Linked DNA regions of Zea mays: region 2 is linked to region 1. Evidence: chromatin contacts called from public Hi-C data. All regions are on one chromosome and are shown on one strand. The core of a region is the stretch at or near the end of the contact, and the rest is flanking DNA. Distances in the headings are between cores, read along the strand shown.

The links. A called contact is a pair of places that touch in the nucleus more often than the background predicts.
Region 2: a contact with region 1 is called in a Hi-C map of ear, with 2.5 times the contacts expected there. The contact joins the promoter of LOC100284729 here to the promoter of LOC103643875 in region 1. A contact is called at or near these places in 5 of 25 Hi-C or Micro-C datasets (ear, leaf and tassel).

What each region holds. Positions count from the first base shown.
Region 1 is chr1:272,328,616-272,332,730 of Zm-B73-REFERENCE-NAM-5.0, reverse strand. LOC103643875 (teosinte branched1) reads right to left here and starts at 1,887. Exons shown (of 1, transcript NM_001382583.1): 1 at 136-1,887. The coding sequence starts at 1,792. The coding sequence ends at 662.
Region 2 is chr1:272,631,534-272,635,648 of Zm-B73-REFERENCE-NAM-5.0, reverse strand. LOC100284729 (integral membrane protein DUF6 containing protein) reads right to left here and starts at 1,750. Exons shown (of 8, transcript NR_182097.1): 1 at 1,177-1,750; 2 at 632-849; 3 at 420-492; 4 at 1-74.

The DNA.
Region 1 (4,115 bases), core at 638-3,137:
ATAGATAATTCGAGATATACAGTAGTCTGAAAAGGAACGAATCAGATTTGCAGCTCATCAAGAAATTAGTGTTAATAGAAGCAATTAGATAAACCATTAGTAACAGGAACTTTTAACCCAACTAAATGATCGGCATGTTTGATCCATGAATTATAAGACTATATAAAGCCGCGCCATTAGGTGCAGATTTTAACATGCATACAAACGGCATCATGGAATTGACCTTGTGAGCTAGACTTTTACCTAGCAAAAGCCTCTCTTTCAGCATGTTATAGCTTCAGCCTTCAACATTTTTTTCATTCTGTCATCAAACAGCTGAATTACATTAGTACTTGCTTTGCTTGCCAATAGTAATGAACGTCCGTCACCGGCGGATACTGTTTGATCTCGTTCATCACAGAGATTCAGTTCGGAAATCACCAAATCGACGACACCGATTAATTCCATTATTGAATCAACGCCACAGTGCATGCTAGCTAGCTATAATACATCATCATGCGATGACCAAACTTAGTTCATCGTCACACAGCCAATTACGAAGTCTAGAAAGAGAAACACACGCATAGATTAAGACAGCAAATTATTGAGAAGCTCACGTTGAGGGAAAGGAGATAGATGTAAGTCGAAAGAGTAGTTCTAGTACCTAGTGCGCCCGTAGTGTTCAGTAGAAGCGTGAGTTCTGCTGAAAGACGACTCCACCGAGTTCCCATTGCTCTTGGCAGTAGTAGTTGCCGCCGCCGTCGCCGTATCCTCCTCCTCCGTTGCCAAAGCCCAGGACCACGTCGCTCGCCCCTGTGATTTCTTGCATCCTACCTGCTGATCTATTGCTGAGAGCTGATGAACACCTCTCCCTCTCCTCCAATTCAGCGGCAGCACACGGCATGTTCATGGACAACGATGAGTGGTGGCTCAAATTGTTCGAGCTCGGCCTGTCGCTCGGCCCCGAGGCAGCCGCCGCCTCCACGTCAATTGCTGAAGCAAGCTTTACCCAGCGCATCCGGTGCTTCTCCTTGGTCCGCTCCCTCGCCCTCTCCCTCGCTTTCGCCCTCGTCTCCTTGTCGGGGACCTGGTGTGCGTTATTGGCCGATTTTCTTGGCGGCTTCGGGGTGGCCGCCGCTTTACTTGCCTTGGCCGGCTTCTTCCCCTCGCCGCGGCAATTACCCTTGGGCTTCTGATCTCCTCCTCCTCCCAGCTGCTCTGCCGGGTTGTGCTTGCCGTCGACGGAGAGGCTGCTGGAGCCGTCCTCCACGCACTCCGAAGACGCGTCGTCGGCCATGATCTCCTGGATGGCGGACTTGGACGTGTTGAGGAGCCACTGTACCGTCTTGCTTGCCTTGTCGAAGCCAAGCATGTCCTGCAGCGCGAAGAATTTGCGCGCGACGTCAAGGGAGAGCCGCATCCGGCGGTCCCTCATCCCGCCGGCGGTGCATATCTTGCTGTGCCGGTCTTTCCTCGCCGCGGCAGCCGCCCTGTCGAGGCTGGCGCCGGATCCTTCTGCACCACTGGCGCAGGCGCCCAGCTCTGTAGCCGGCGCCGGCGCGTGGTCCATCAGCGCCTGCACCGGCAGGTCCGGCGAGTTGATCACGGCTTGTGGAGGGGTGGCGTCGGCGGCCGCGGCACTACCGATCTGGTAGCTGAGGGGAAAGCTGGCGTCGGCGGCGGCGAAGGGAGGGGAGCATGGGTAGCAGTAGAAGCTGCTGGATTGGTCCGTCTTTGGGGAAGACGGGCTTAGCTGCAGTTGTTGGTAAAGCGGTAAGTCCATGGGGCTTGAGGAATCACAGAAAGGAAACATGTGCTTTACTGATGGGACTCCAAGGCCCCCTGATGCCCTCTCCACGCTCCCCTCTCTAGGTCCTGGCACTAAGAGCAGTGTGTGTTGATCTCTACGAGAGAGGGGCAGGAGGAGTGTGGCCTACTCATATGTCCTATGATCAGATGTGTCCGTCCGACCATGCATAAGGTCTAGGCTTGTAAGAGAGAGAGAGAGAGAGAGAGAGAGAGAGAGAGTTAAAAACTTTCCAGGTGATCATACCACCTCTCTATGCAGGCGCAAGGAGAGGAGAGGCATGGGCTCATGTGCATAGGCTGTGTAGGAGACCAAGATAGCTAGAGAATTGTGCTTAAGAACCTTGGGGCGTTTTTTTTTTTTACTATGTGAGAGTGAGACACTCGCCCCTACCTGAGAGGGCTGTGCCATCTTATAGAGAGGAGGGCTGTGGAGGAATACTGCCGTGCCGCCTGTTCGTGTGGATGAGATTTGAGGTGAGGGAGAGGGAGGAGAATACAAGGACCTGCACTATTGGGGGAAAAGCTGTGTGCATGTTGAAACGCTATTGGCTACAAGTGACCTAGTACATTTATTGGCCAGATGGGGGCGGCCATAGCTGCAGGACGCAGTACGATGGACGTGCGCGCCTCCATGAAATACTTCTTCAGGAAACCAAAGACCGTGGGTTTTTGTAACATCCACAGGAATTTATTTGAGAACTATTAGTATATACATTGAACATTGTGGGAGGAGGGTACCGAAACGAAGGACCAGTGATGAGTGATGTATGTAGTGTGGTGTACAAGCATGGTAGGGACAGATGTGGTCAGATGAGTTGGTCTTCACAACATTATTAGGCATATGGGACCTGTATGAGTAGTGATAGATCCAGTGCATTATTAACTATGGTTACCCATCACACTCTCGACAACACAAAAAACAGACCGCTTTCAGTAGGTAGAAAATGTCTTCCAAGTCGCATAATGACAATAAGCAGTAGCGGTTATAGAATTTTACTATAAGGTATGCCAAATTAAAAATGCATGAATAATTCAGTGAAATACATTTAGAAATTCAATAAGGAATGATAAATGTGTGCTATAATTTGGTATTCTATGTAAACCAGCATAATAATTCTTATATTCACAAATTAGATTTGTCACTTGTATTCTTCCTCTTGTATATAGATAGACTGAACGCATCTGTAGGTTGTTGCAACATGTTTGAAGTCATGAAATAGACAAAGCTAATATGTTATGCCGGTACCGGACTACAGGGTGACACCCTGTAGATCCGCCAGTGACAATAAGGAACCACATGTATTCGGGGGAGAGTTGATAAATAGAGTAAGAGATGCGTGCTAGAGACACTCTGTTGCTGGATACCGCCTAGGCATCAATACATGGGTAATTTAAATATAGGTTCGGACCGTAAGATGTGTAATATATACCCTATAACCTCTTTGTATATAGTGGATTGAGAAATACAATGGCGAAGAAAATTACATGTTGAGGCATCAACAAAGATAATGACCAACTAACTTCCCTTTCCTCTTGTTTCTATTTAGAGAGTCAAAGAGTTTTTTTCGAAACCCATTCTATGTTTCTCTATCCCTCTCTTTTATAGCCGAAGTGAGGAGAGAGTGATACATATCTATTAGGTAGTGGGCCCTGTTTAGCAGAGGCCCAACTACTCCTATATTATCGCAGACATAAAGTTGTACATGGGGGCAAGCCTTGGTCATGCCATAGTGTTAGCGTGTCTTGCTGTAGTGCCAGATATATCGTATCATAGTGGTAGATACCAGAGTCCAAGTTGTCGGGTATGATGTAGTTTGTAAATGATGCAGTTGATTGTCCCTTACAATGCTTACAAATATGCTAATACGTTCAGGAGTGGCTACAGGAGCAGTGGCTCGCATCACATAGTGCCTCAGGGTACACCTGGTGCACATTATCCATGCTATATAGTACACCTCATTGACTACAATATCAGCCATCATATTTAAGAAGATGGACGAAAGCCTTATCGAAACTATCAGAACCATGTGGGTTGTCATGAGTAGACATGATGTGGATTGGAGCTATACCTTTTAAGGTTGTCGGGTACCATAATTAGGGGTACCAGATCACAACTCTAAAGTGCCAAGACGCTTGGGTAAGAAGGGGTCACAAGCAAACACGCTCCCAATATTACCAAGGCCACACGGAACCTAAATCACGACTCGCTCGAGGCCAACCTCGGGCGGGAAACGCATTTTCGACTCGCCCGAGGGTGTCTCGAGCAACGCTCCAGGGTGTACCCACCTCAGCCAACCACTCTGTTCCCGGAACGTGCACATATAATG
Region 2 (4,115 bases), core at 501-3,000, 300 kb before region 1:
CTTGATATTTGTTCTGTTCTAAGCATATGGATCCCGAAAAACACGGCACTGAAGAAGTTCAAAATATCGCCAACCTTTGAACACAATGAAAGCAGTTCAAGGAATCAGTATCGTATTTACTTTTTAAGGCACAAAGCAAGCAGTTCATAAATATATCCAAAGACTTGGAATAATGAAATCTATCGATTTTGAGGATTTAACAGAAGTTTTATATGTTTGAAATTCGGTTGATCATCGTCAATGCAAGATTGAAGACTCAATGGGAGTGTGACTATTGTTGCATGCATAAAGAACCTTTTGGACAGAAGTCAGGAAAGCAAGAAACTGTGCCAGAGATCTTTAACCATTCTGTAAGATCCTGAAAGCTATTATTCACTACAGCCAATAAACTACTTAGTAAAAACAAAGTTGTTACTTACACTGGGAGGAGATCCACCACATTCCAGCAGGCCAATTCCGAACAGAGACATGATGGCTCCGAACCATGTGAGTCTGGGGATCGAAGCACCAAGAAGACCATCAATTAGAGGCACAACTACGACCTGTACAGTAACAGAAGCATTTGCCAGTTCAGGCCATTTCAGCAAAACCACCAAAATTCAGAATGAACACGGCGTGGAGCAGGATCTACCGTGAAGGCCGTGATGAAGGATGCTCGGCCAGCATCAGATGAGAGCAATCCAATTGCTTGAGAAAGGTAAGCTAAGCTAACCCAGACTCCCAGCTCCAGTCCCGCGTAGCGTACACTGCGGTCACCGAAGGAACGGAGCGCGAATGGTACGAAGGGGATGGCTGCAACAACGAACCGCACCATGTTGAAGACCGCAGGCTCTGTCAGGGCTTCGACCTCTTTCAAAACCGGAATATCACTTGCTGGCAGGATAAAAAAAAAGGATCAAAAGTGAACTACAAAAGGCTCAATTTTACTGTTAATACCAACCACAGCACAACCAATCACAGTGGTCGGAGAAAGAACTTTAGCATGAAGAGTATTTGGAGTAGCACTACAGATTACAGAGGCGATGCACTGCTATTTTTTTCAATACCCTAATTAGCAATGCCAGAATCGTGCAGAGTAGAGTTTGAGACCGAGCAGTTGAGCATATATAGTACGAACTGGAGCGGCTGTGTGTGTGAGAGAGAGAGAGATTAAGAACAAAGGAAGTATTCGCACACCATAGATGACCGTGAGGGCGTTGAGGATGATGATACTTCGTGTCTTCTTGGAGGCGAAGAGGATCCGGCTCCACACCGGCCGGCCGCGCGCCGGCTTCTTCGTCTCACCGCTCTTCTTCCTCTCGTCCTCGATCTTGGGCGCCTCCTCCTCGCCGCTGGCGCCGGGCCCGTCGAGCGCCACGCACCGGGGCGCCAGCGCCACGAGAACCCTTGCCCGGCGCAGCGACGCGGCCCAGCGGGGCTCCGTGACGACGGCTAGCGTCGCGCGGCAGGAAGGCCCCGCCGCTGCCGCCCCAGCCCCGACCATCTGCAGCGGCAGTGCCCACGACGCGGGCGCGAGGGAAGAAGCCATACCAAGACCGCTCTAGTTCTGCCTGCGCTCCTGTTGCTACTTGCTAGTGGTGCAATGGAGTGAGCAGGTGTAGCGGCCACTTATGGTGTTCTCTGACTGGACTGGAGGAGTAAAAAGGTAAGGTAGGATGAAATGAAATGAAACTCGCAGGAAGAAGGCCTGGGTCGTGTTTGTCAGTTTGTGGTGAAGAGCTTGTCTTTGGCGACGACGGCTGGGGATTTTATTTTCTGTGGAGGCGTGGAGCGGGGGCGCGCTGTGGTGGTTGGCCACGTCCGGTGCTGGGAGAGACCTCTCGGGTTTGTTTCCTAGCGAAAACGCCCGCGTCGATATGTCTGCTGGGTTCAGATGAGGCCGAGCCGGCGAGTCGCCGTGGCCGCGAAACAGAGCAATCGTCTCTCGTCGGAGAGCTACCGAGTACAGCGCATGTGATCCTCGCGGAGCCCCCCCACCTGTCGAGCTGTCATTGCTCGGGCGTCGACGAGATGGCTTGATTTGCTTTGCTTTGCTTTGCACGCTGTGGTTTTCATCACATGCTGTGTTATGACAGTTTCTCTGGCAGCCATGATATCCTCGTGCTACGAGGCAATATCTTGTAGAAGAGTACTCTTTAACATCTAGCGCGTGCATGTATATCTTCAAACCAAAAATTACAGACACAGCTTCTGACCACCAAAATCTGTTGCGGACTGCTAAACACTCAGCTTTTCAGTCAGCTTCTATAAAATTTGTTGGAGCAAAACCATCCAAAATCAACATAAACACATAATCGGTTGAGTCATTGTAATAGTAGAAATCCGTCACTTTCTAGATCCTGAGCCCTATGAACAACTTTATCTTTCTCCACACTTAATCGTAATGATACTCAGATTCTCCCCACAGCCAGATTTTTAAAAAAGCTGGTCAGAAAAAAGTTGAACCAAACATGCCCATAATACCTCCGGCGAGGGCATCTGGCCGGAGCTAGGGTGAAAACGGGTCGGGTATACCCATCGGGTACCGGATACGGATATTGCAAATACTCATTTTTCGATACGGATTCGAATATTTTTATATTCGGGACGGATACGGGTAAATACCCGGATACTGAAGCTTCGGATTCAGGTCGGATGCGGAGCGAGGACTACCCGGTAAATACTCAGATAGTCAGGTCGGATACAGGTACCCGGAATTCGGGTACCCGTTTTTTCATTTCCTGCATAATAGTATAGTTATAACATCATAACTTTTACGTATGAAATCGGATGAAGATAAAGTTTATATGAAAATTGTAGAGCTCGAAGAGATCTATAACGTTATAGTACATCAATTTTTTGTTTAAACATATCTTTAGGCCAAAATTATTAAAATAATGTTCAAATTTATATTAAACTAATATACTTTATCATTTTTATGTGGGGGATTAATGTTATCTCTACGTGGGAACTTAAGGTTATCTTTGTAGAGACTATTTATTAGTATTCATAACTTATTTGCAATTTTCGATCGACGCTACATTATTTTATGGATTTAATTGTATTTTATTGATTTTCTATGACAAGAAATTAATAGATATATAAATAGTCTCAAAAAATCATGAAATTTTACGGAGGTATAACATATTGTCGGGGACCGTAATTAGGGGTACCCCTAATGCTACTTAATCCAGTTGGAAAACATCTTCAGAACAAACCATAAACGACTGATAAAGCGCAGGCCTCGTCTACTAGGGGACGCGACCTCATCCGAGCCCAGCCTCGGGCAAGGACAGTAGTCCCGGACGGATTCACGCCTCGCCCGAGGGTCCCCTCAGTCAGCAGACGCACCCTCAGCTCGCCCGAAGCCCAGCTCGGGCAGACTTTGTCGTGCAGCAACCTCGGCCGGATCGCCCTACCAACCGACCGTATCGCATGCTCATTCAATGTGGGGATCGTCTGACACTTTATCCTGACACGCTCGCCTCAGTCGACAAGGTCGAAGTGACCGCAGTCACTTCGCCCCTTTACTGACCGTTCTAACAGGAAAACAACACTGTTCACCCCGCTCCGGCTACTGTGCCAACCACCAGGGCCAGACTAACGACAGCAGGTCTCGACCTCCCCCGAGTTTAGCCTCGGGCGCGACAGGGAGCTCCGCCTCGCTCGACCCCAGGCCTCGGCCTCAGCCCCGGCCTCGGGGAAGGTCTCCGCCTCGCCCGACCCCAGGCCTCGGCCTCGGGGGAAGGTCCCCGTTGAGAGCACCTAGAGGGGGGTGAATAGGTGATCCTGTAAAAACTTAAACTTATAGCCACAAAAACTTGTTAAGTGTTAGCACAATGATTGCCAAGTGGCTAGAAAGGAGTCTCAGTAAAACACAATACCACAAGAGATCAAACACAGAGATGACATAGTGGTTTATCCCGTGGTTCGGCCAAGACCAACGCTTGCCTACTCCACGTTGTGGCGTCCCAACGGACGAGGGTTGCAATCAACCCCTCTCAAGCGGTCCAAAGACCAACTTGAATACCACGGTGTTTTGCTTTGCCTTTCAATATCCCGTTTGCGAGGAATCTCCACAACTTGGAGCCTCTCGCCCTTACACTTAAGATTCACAAAGAAATACGAAGTAAGGG